3 separate regions of the Pan troglodytes genome follow, and all the other regions are linked to region 2. The links are chromatin contacts, called in public HiChIP or PLAC-seq maps. All regions are on one chromosome and are shown on one strand. The core of a region is the stretch at or near the end of the contact, and the rest is flanking DNA. Distances in the headings are between cores, read along the strand shown. Region 1 holds the start of ATP6V0C (ATPase H+ transporting V0 subunit c). Region 2 holds the start of ABCA3 (ATP binding cassette subfamily A member 3). Region 3 holds the start of NTN3 (netrin 3).

Region 1 (2,893 bases), core at 13-2,512, 170 kb before region 2:
GGCCCCTTCTCCAAGCCCAGGGAAGCCCCTCCCAACTTCAGGCCTCAGGGAAGGAAAGGAAGGTCATTCATTCACCCCTCCATTCATTAGGACCAGAACTGGAAGCCTCAGTCCTGAGGGCAACGACTGGATCCCATAAACTCGGACACCCATGCCACCCTCTCACCCACCTCAGAGCACAGACCCCTCTGCAAGCTACACAGCCCCGCCAGCGCCGATGCTGCTGTCTCCCCGCTCCCTCCACTTCCACACACTCCCACCCGGGTCTCCGCGGGCTCTCCGAACCAAGCCCTCAGCCCAGCTTTCCCAAACAGCCTACACAGCGACACGGGTATTGGGCAACCGTAACCAGCTCCAACCGGAAGTACCTGCCTGTGGGTGAGACCCACCTGACCCCCGGGGCCGGCCGCCATAAGGGCGAGGGCTGAGGACCTCCCGTGGGGGACATGGGCTCCCCACCAGCCGGAAAGCTCCAGCGACCGGCTGGGCGTTCCTGGGCCGGACCCGCGCCGCCGCCCGCGCACTGGGGCCTTCGAGGTGTGATGTCACCTGCCCGCAGAATCGGCCCCCCTCGCGCCGCCCCCCTCGCGCCCCCACCCCAGCCTCCCTCTCGCCGCTCCCGGGGCTAATATGGCAGCGGCGCCGCCGCCCCACCCCCGCAACCGCACGACCCGGCTGGCAGGGCCGCCGGCCCGGACCCCCGAGACTCACACCCCGGCCAAGCCCGCACGCCCTGCGCCCCTGACCCCCGGCGGCTCCCCGCAGCCCTCGGGGCGCCGACCCCCGCCCGCTGTCACACGGGGCCCGGGCGCCCCCGACCGCTCGGGATTACGTCAGAGTGACGTCACACACCGGACCCCGGCGAGCTGCGGGCATGAGCAACGCGCGCGCCCCCGCCCCCGAGTCCCTCCCGCCGCCGCGCTCACCGCTGAAGACCATGGCGGCCGAGGCGCCCATGACGGCGAAAAACGAAGCATACTCGGGGCCGCTCTTGGACTCGGACATGTCTGCGGGTGGGGAGGGGGCAAGCTCTGCGGGCCGAGGCGGGGGCGAGGACGGGCCGGGCACGAAGGTTTGCGGGCGGGCGGCGGCGAAGGCGATCCGGCCCGTCAGCCGCTGCGCTCTAAATACCAGCACCGCAGAACAAAATGGCGGCCGCGTCCGCGTCACATGACCTGGGCCCCGCCCCTGCGAGCCGTACCACTTCGCACCGTGGGGGAGACGCGTCCCCGGGACGCCCGACCGGCCCGTTGACCTCCCCCGGGCTGTGCCGCCCGCCCAGCGACCCGGCCCCGGCGCCCGGCACCGCCCCGCCTTGGCCTCCGCGGGTGTTTCCGGGCGCCGCCGGCCTCTGGATCTCCGCAGCGTTGGACCGGTCTCGCGCCGGGGCGGGGCGGTGTGGTGTGTGCTTCATTAGCATACGGGGCGGGGCCTCGGCGCCCCGCCTCCTCTGCGGCTGCGCGTCGTCTGCAGGTGTTCGGTTCCCGGCGACGCTTTTCTTTGTACCCCTGGCGTGCAGCTGCAGGCCGTGGTTTCGCGGCCTTGTCCCCAAGACGGGGCCTCACTCCTCCGGGCGCTGGTCTTCCAGGATCTCCCTACCAATCCTGGGCGAGCTAAGGGTCCCAGCAGAAGTGCGGCGCGCGGGCCTCCTCTGCCACAGCGTCCGGAAAAGCCCCCAGCCCACACCTGTGAAGTCCCAGCCCGTGGCTGCGGTCACCTCCCTCCACCCTGTCCCCAGTCTCCTCCAGACCCAGACCTACTGCCTCTGACCAAGCGGTTGGTGACTTCACCTCTCGCTTCGGAGAAAAAGGACCCCCTCCCCGCACCTGTCTCTGCCTTTGCATCAGGGACCCAAACATTAGTGGGGTGTGTCTCTGTCCCTCAAGATGTAGGCATGACTGGTGGAAGCCCTGTCGGAACTGCGACCTCTCGAGGCCCCCCGGGCTCTGCACGTTCTGGCGTCCTGGTCCTCCCACCTGTCCTTGCAGCCACCCACGCACGCAAATCCTGCACCTTCAGGGCCATCTTTCTGTCTTTCTGGAGCAGTTGGAGCGCTTCCCGCAGCTGTGAAAGCAGCCCAGCCAGGGCTGGCGCTGCCCTACTGATCCTGTGTGGCAGTCCCTGGCACCCCCTCTGCCTGATCTCCATTCCCCCTTTCAGGGGCCCTGGGCAGCTGCCACCAGGCCTGAGTGTCCTTTGAGCTCTAAGGCCTCATCCTGGGTTAGAGCTCTCCCTGAGTAGCCTGGATGCTGGCTCACCACCTTCTCTACGTAGGCAATGGGGTCATGGCCCCTGGTCTGGCCCTCCTGCTGGACTCAGCCCCACCTTCCCCAGCAGGAGCCTCCCTCAAGCCCCTTCCCCAGGCTAGCCTGGGTCTGCCACTCTTGGAACTTGCAGCCCGTGAAAGTCCCTAAGTCTGTCCTGGTTCAAAGGAGAGGAGGCAACAGATATGGCCAGAGGCCCTTTCTGCTCCTCCCTCTTTCTTGCCCGGCCCTTGTTTCTGAGAAGAGGAATCTTCACTCTGTCTCCACCTCCTCACCTGCCCTTCCCTCCCCAGCTCCTTGCCCTTGCCAAGGTCACTGGTGACCGCCATTTCTCTAAGCAGAAGGACATCTGTCAGGCTGTCCAAGTGGACCTCTGTGCTGCGTGGCCTGCCACCCTCTCCACACACTCTCCTCTCTCCTGCGGACTTCCTAAACCTCAGACGCCCTCATTCTTCCTGGAGTCACAAGGCCCTATAGCCCCAATTTTGCTGCAGGTCCTGGCATACCCAGGGCTGCCCCTGGCTCTGCCCTTCCCCTGCTTGATCCGATCCTTTCCCTGGCTTTGTCCCCCATCTTACGCCGTCTTGTCCCTCACCTGCACCATTCCAGCCCTGACCGCCCTCTGAGTG
Region 2 (2,700 bases), core at 155-2,654:
GTGGGCGATTTCCGCCCCCGGCCCGGGGCGTTACATTAGGTCGGGGCCGTCGGGTCGTGGTGCCGGCGGCTGGCTGGGCGCGGGGCTGGCGGTGCGGGTCGCAGGCGGCTCCCAGTGGCAGGACCGGCAGCAGCCCTCCCTCACCCGGGGCGCCGGGACCACGGACGCACCTCACTGTGGTCCGGCCGCTGGCGGCGCTCGGGGACCCATTGGCCCCGGCCCGCGGCAACTGTCGGCCCCGCGCGGCGCCCGCCCTCATGCTGGAGCCCGGGAGTCCCTCACTCCACCTCTCCCTGCCACGCCAAGGGGGCCCGCCCCTCCCAGGCTCTCCTGCCTGGGGCGACCCAGTCCCACGACCCGGTCCGGCCCAGGGACACCCCGACCCACCTCCCCACTCCCCTCCCGTTAGACCGCGACCCGTCCCTGGGACCGCCTAATGTGACACGCCCGGGACCCTCCCTGCAGGCGACTCCCTGCAGGGCCCCCGCCCTGGACACTCCCTCCAGGTGACCCCGTTCCGCTCGCTTCGTGAGGTGACCCCGACCCTCCCCGGACCATCTCCTCAGGTGACCCCGACCCTCTCCGGACCCTCCCCGACCCTCCCCTCAGGTGACCCCGACCCTCCCCAGACCATCCCGTCGGGTGACCCCAACCCTCCCCGAACGCCCCCACCCTCCCCTCAGGTGACCCCGACCCTCTCTGGACCCTCCTCACAGGCGGCCCCGCCCCACCCCGGGACCCTCCCGCCAGGTGACCCCGACAAGGCCGGGCCCTCCTGCCTGAGGTGACTCCTACCCGGCTGGGGACCCCCGAGGCCTTCCTCGCTCCTTAACTGAGGGCGACTCCGCTCATCCCGGGACACCGCGCCTTCTCCTGTAAACTCGACGCCTGCCCCGACGGCCGAATTCCAGAAGGTTCCTCGCCGCCGCCTTGCCTTCGGTCGCGCCCCAGCGCCCTGCCAGAGGCGGGGAAGCCCTTCCCTCGGTGCCAGGAGTGACGAGGGCCCAAGGAAAGACAGTGCGTAAGGAGAAATGGAGAAACGGCCAAAGTCGAGTTTCCGGGTGTGAAGACTTCCACTGCTGTGAAACCCACGTGCGCAGAGTCATTCCTGTCAGAGGCCACCGCGCCCTCGCTCGGCTACCGCCGCTGCGCGCCCCCTGCTGGACATAGGCGCGGGCACAGAGCAGTGCGCAGGCACGGGCTGCCGCGCGGCCGGGTGGGAACCGCGTACTCGCAGGGTGGCCGACTGCGCACGCGCAACCCAGAGCGCCCTCTGCCGGGCATGGGCGACATGCAGGGGGCACCGCGCAGGCGCGGGGTTGGGCTGGCCGGAGCGGCCGAGGCGGCCGGGGGTGGACCGGGCACCTGCAGGGGCGGCCGACTGCGCACGCGCCATCCACGGCGCCCCCTGCAGGAGCCGGAGCGGCCGCTGCGTCCGCCAGTAGCGGGTTGCAGGCGCACCCTCCCCTCCAGGGCGGCCACGCAGCTGTCATTGCCGCCGCCACTGCGAGGCTGGAGCGGAGCCCGGGTGGCCGAGGGAGGGGACCCCGCGAGAGGGCCGCGCGCCGGCCGCCGCCGCCCCGGCGCCCAGGCTCGGTGAGTGCCGCCGGGACCCGCCGCTCGCGCCCTCGTTCCCGGGGCTTGCGGTCCCCACCCGGGTCCGCCCTTCCCACCCTCGCCGGCCACCTCGGGCCTCGGGCCGCCCCCAGCTCCGGCCTGGCCTGCGGGCCCCTCCCGCGACCCCGCATCCCCGCCGGCCGCGCCCGCCCCTCCCGCCGCGGCCTCGGCTCCGGGTGCTCCCTGCAGGTGCCGCTCCCTCAGCGTCGGCTCCCATCCGAGCCTTGGGCGTGTCCCGCACTGCGGGCAGTGCCTGAACCCGCGCCGCGCGGGGAAGCTCAACCCTGCCGAGACTCGGCACGGCCCGGGCCCTCTGTGTGCGCCCAGAAGGTGGATATGTAGCGACCGACAGCCCCGGGCCCGAGGGATGCAGGCGTCTGCCGCGCACTTGCGGAGATGGCGCCGCTTTCCGGCCGCAGGGATGCCGGGCGCGCGGTGGCAAAGCCGCCCGGGTTGGATTCCGCCTGCTCCCACCCCCTGGTTCCGAGGAGCCTCCAAATCCGAATCCAAGGCCCACGGTCCGCGGCGGGCGTTTGCTGCGCCGTCCACTGTGTGGGAGCGGGAAAGGGGAGCCGCTAGTCCAGGCGGAGTGGCTTGTGGCAGTCGCCGGGGCCGCGTTCTCGGCGCCCTCCGTCAGGACGTCTGTGTGCATCGCGTCCGTGTGTCTTGGCTCTGTTCCTAGCCGGCTCCACGCTTCAGAAGGGCCGGGACGGCCTTATGGTCAGGGGCGTGGGGAAGGTGCTTGGTGTCTGTCGCACAGATGAAGCCATGTCCTCAGGGGGTAATTGCCGCTTGTTCTCCGGGTTACGTGCTGGACTGTGCACTCCGGGAAGGCATCGATTGGATCTTGTTGGGGTTTGTGTTCCTGGAACTCCAGAAATGCCCGCTGAGTGAGTAGCCGAGACCCCGCGACAGCATGGAGCCCAAGCAGGGAGCACGTGGGAGAGGTTCACTCTTCTCCCGGGCATCCCGTCATTTTATTCAGATAGTCTGGGTGCTGCCTTTTGTAAACTTGAAAAGACTAAGACTGTTTTAGAAAGTTTGCCTCGTGGGAAATGTAAGAGAAAGGGAAAAATAGATAAA
Region 3 (2,783 bases), core at 265-2,764, 130 kb before region 2:
TTGGTTAGCTGTTGAGGACCCCTCTGCAGGGGCAGGGAGTAGGGTTTAATCATGGGAAGGGGCTGGTCGCAACCCGGAGCCCACTGCCCTACGTCACAGCACGTTTGGGCAGGGAAACTGAGGCAGAAGCCCAGCTGGGTGGCCTGGGGACTAGCTGGGGATGGGGTAGCTGTGCCTGGGAGCGACACCACCAAAGAGGGTCCAGGAACAGCTCTGGTCAGAGAAACCTCCTCCCCTCCGACTTTCAGGTCCTTGACAGAGGAGGCCAAGCATCCCAGGGAGGGGCAGGGAACAAGTTCCCTGCAGGGCCAGCATCGAGGCCTGAATGCCCCGTTTCAGATGGGAGGCCAGGCCTGCAGCTGGTGGCGGAGGCCACGTGGGTGCTACCCTGGACACAACCAGAGATGAGCAAGGACCAGGAGGAAGAGAATGGAGAGGCAGACGCATCACGCTGTTTGGGAGAGGAGGGGCAGGAGGACACGGAAGCCTCCTAGGGGAAACTGAAGGACCAGAGGAGGGAGCAGGAGGGCCTGACCATGGAGGGGAGGAACGGGAAGACAGGGTGATAGGGCACCTGGCTTGCCTCCTGGAGCAACTGACACTGGCTGGTGGGCACCTTCTCCTTGCCACACAACTGCATGTGACAGCCACAGATGCACAGAGATGGGGGCACCGGAGGACTGAACAGAGAGGGCTAAGGGGCTCTCTCTCTGCCACAGGGCCCCTGCCCCTCAGCTTCCTGATAAAGAAAATGGGAATTGTGTCCTTTACAAGTTGAGGGACCTCAACCTGACGGGGCTCACGCTCTGCTCTGTGGGTCAAGCTTAGAACCTGAAACGTCCCAACCACCCTCTTCAAGGTCCTTCTGGCTCCCAACCCCCACCCCCCGACACCCCACCCTAAGGGTGGGAGGAACCCTGGGGGGACTATGGGGGCTGAGATCATCATTCTGGGACAGTGGAGAGAAAAGCCCAGGCCTGACAGAGGGGTCCCACTGGCCAGAGACAAGCCTCTGGGGAAACCCAAGCTGTCTCTGGACGTCAGGGCCACTGCCAGACTGGCTGCCAGCCAGGCTGCAAGAGGGACAGTGGCCAGCAGCCTCTTCCACCCTCATCAGAGGGGCTGGCTTTGTCTCCAGCTCAGCTTCCCTGTGAGCCAGGACTGGGGTCTGCAGAACGTCTGGTGGCTTCTGGGGTGGGGGAAAGTAGGTGCCTGGGGCTCAGCCCTGCCCCAATTGTTCATCTGGGTCAGCAGCAGCGGCGGGAGGCCGTGGGCCCAGAGGGCCATTGTACCACCAGCTCCCCAGGGAGGAGGCCGCTGGTCACAGGGCCTCTCCCCAGGAACAGTCCTCTGCACACGCTACTCTGCCCCCACCCCCAGCCCTCACAGATGGTGTTTGGGAGTTAGGAAGGGCCTCCCCACAGCGCCCAAGCGGGACTTATTGCTCCCCAGGGACCCAGCCACCTGTCCCAGCCCCTGGCTGGGGCCTCTCCCACCTCCCACCTCTCCACTGGCCCTGCCCCCTCCTGGCACCTTCTGCAACAAAGAAGCTCCGCCTCCCCTCCCCCCACCTGCAACTCAGGCCGCAGTGCTTCGCCTCCCCCTCCCCACCCCACCCCTCACCCCTAGAGTGGCAGCTCCAGCTTTGGGGCACAGGCTGGGGAGAGGGCATAGATGGGCTGGACAGTCCTAGGCGGCAGGGAGCTGAGAGTCTTTCCTGTAAGATGCCCGTTGATCCAATAATTCCCTGCCCAGCCCAGAACCTGCTGTCTCCCCCCAGACGCCTGCAAGCCACCACATGTTCACCTATTGCACATTTATCGAGCGCCTATTATGCCTCGGGGGGTTTCCAACCGAGCTCCGAAGGCAGACAGCCCAGGAGCAGACACAGCGCCGGCTCCCAACGGCGGGTGGTGTGGCCGAGCCCGCGTCGCGCTGCCCTGCACCCAGCACCCTCGCGCCGGGTCGATCCCCCAGCCTCGCACACCGCTGCCCAGCCAGGCCGCTCTGCGGTCGCGCCAGCTCTGCGCGCCAAGTCAAAAGCTGAAATGCGACGTTGGACGGAGGAGGGAAGAGAGGGAAAGCAGAGAGGGAGGGAGGGAAACGGCCGGTGGCCTTCTCTGCGCAAAGGGTTCCAGAAGAAACGATTTGGGGATGGGGTGTGGGGGGCGGCCTCTGCGACCGCGCTTGGCACTGCGCCCGCCCGGCCGGGGCGACGTTGGAGGGCGGGGCGGCCGGCTCGCGGTGACCTCGATGGGAGGGGGTCTCGCCCGCGGCTCAGGGCGCCCCCGGCTCCCTGCGCCCGGCCCTTCGCCTCCGCCGAGCGCGCCAGCACAGGAAGGCGGCGGTCAGAAGCCCCAGGCCCGCACTGAGCGCGGCCAGCGACGAGCCCTGGGCCAGGTCCAGGCGGGGTCCCCGCAGCGAGAAGGTGATGGCCGTGGCAGCCGCACCAGCCAGCACGGCCACGGCACCGAACGGCAGAATGCAGCGAGGCCACGAGCCCCCAGCGCCGCCGGTGGCCAAGAGCAGGGCGCGCAGGGCCCCGGGGGGTTCCGGGTGCGCCAGACCCGGCCCGGGGGGCGAGGCGGGCGCCGCTGGGGGAGGCTCCAGCGCGCTCATGCCGCCAACGCGGTGGCCGCGCTCGGTGGGTGGTGTGGACGCCCGCCGCAGTCCCAGTGGCGTTCCAGGCTCGCCACGTCAGAGCCCATTGGCTCCAGAGGCGGTGACGCCAGCCGGGAGCCCGAGGAGTCAGCCGCTACCTCTGGGTTTTGGCGGGGAATCGG

The links. HiChIP or PLAC-seq counts read pairs in DNA pulled down with a chosen protein or histone mark.
Region 1: a contact with region 2 is called in an H3K4me3 HiChIP or PLAC-seq map of stem cell-derived excitatory neurons, with 4 times the contacts expected there. The contact joins the promoter of ATP6V0C here to the promoter of ABCA3 in region 2. A contact is called at or near these places in 1 of 7 Hi-C or Micro-C datasets (stem cell-derived neural progenitor cells) and 1 of 1 datasets of contacts at active chromatin or transcription factors (stem cell-derived excitatory neurons).
Region 3: an H3K4me3 HiChIP or PLAC-seq map of stem cell-derived excitatory neurons shows a contact between it and region 2, with 2.6 times the contacts expected there. The contact joins the promoter of NTN3 here to the promoter of ABCA3 in region 2. A contact is called at or near these places in 1 of 7 Hi-C or Micro-C datasets (induced pluripotent stem cells) and 1 of 1 datasets of contacts at active chromatin or transcription factors (stem cell-derived excitatory neurons).

The regions. Positions count from the first base shown.
Region 1 is chr18:5,124,559-5,127,451 of NHGRI_mPanTro3-v2.0_pri, reverse strand. ATP6V0C (ATPase H+ transporting V0 subunit c) reads right to left here and starts at 1,262. Exons shown (of 3, transcript XM_510748.7): 1 at 927-1,262. The coding sequence starts at 1,005.
Region 2 is chr18:4,951,984-4,954,683 of NHGRI_mPanTro3-v2.0_pri, reverse strand. ABCA3 (ATP binding cassette subfamily A member 3) reads left to right here and starts at 1,404. Exons shown (of 33, transcript XM_016928621.4): 1 at 1,404-1,596. It overlaps LOC134808729 (a long non-coding RNA gene), which reads right to left and starts at 1,330. Exons shown (of 2, transcript XR_010152235.1): 1 at 796-1,330.
Region 3 is chr18:5,080,027-5,082,809 of NHGRI_mPanTro3-v2.0_pri, reverse strand. NTN3 (netrin 3) reads right to left here and starts at 1,514. Exons shown (of 6, transcript XM_003314927.6): 1 at 1-1,514.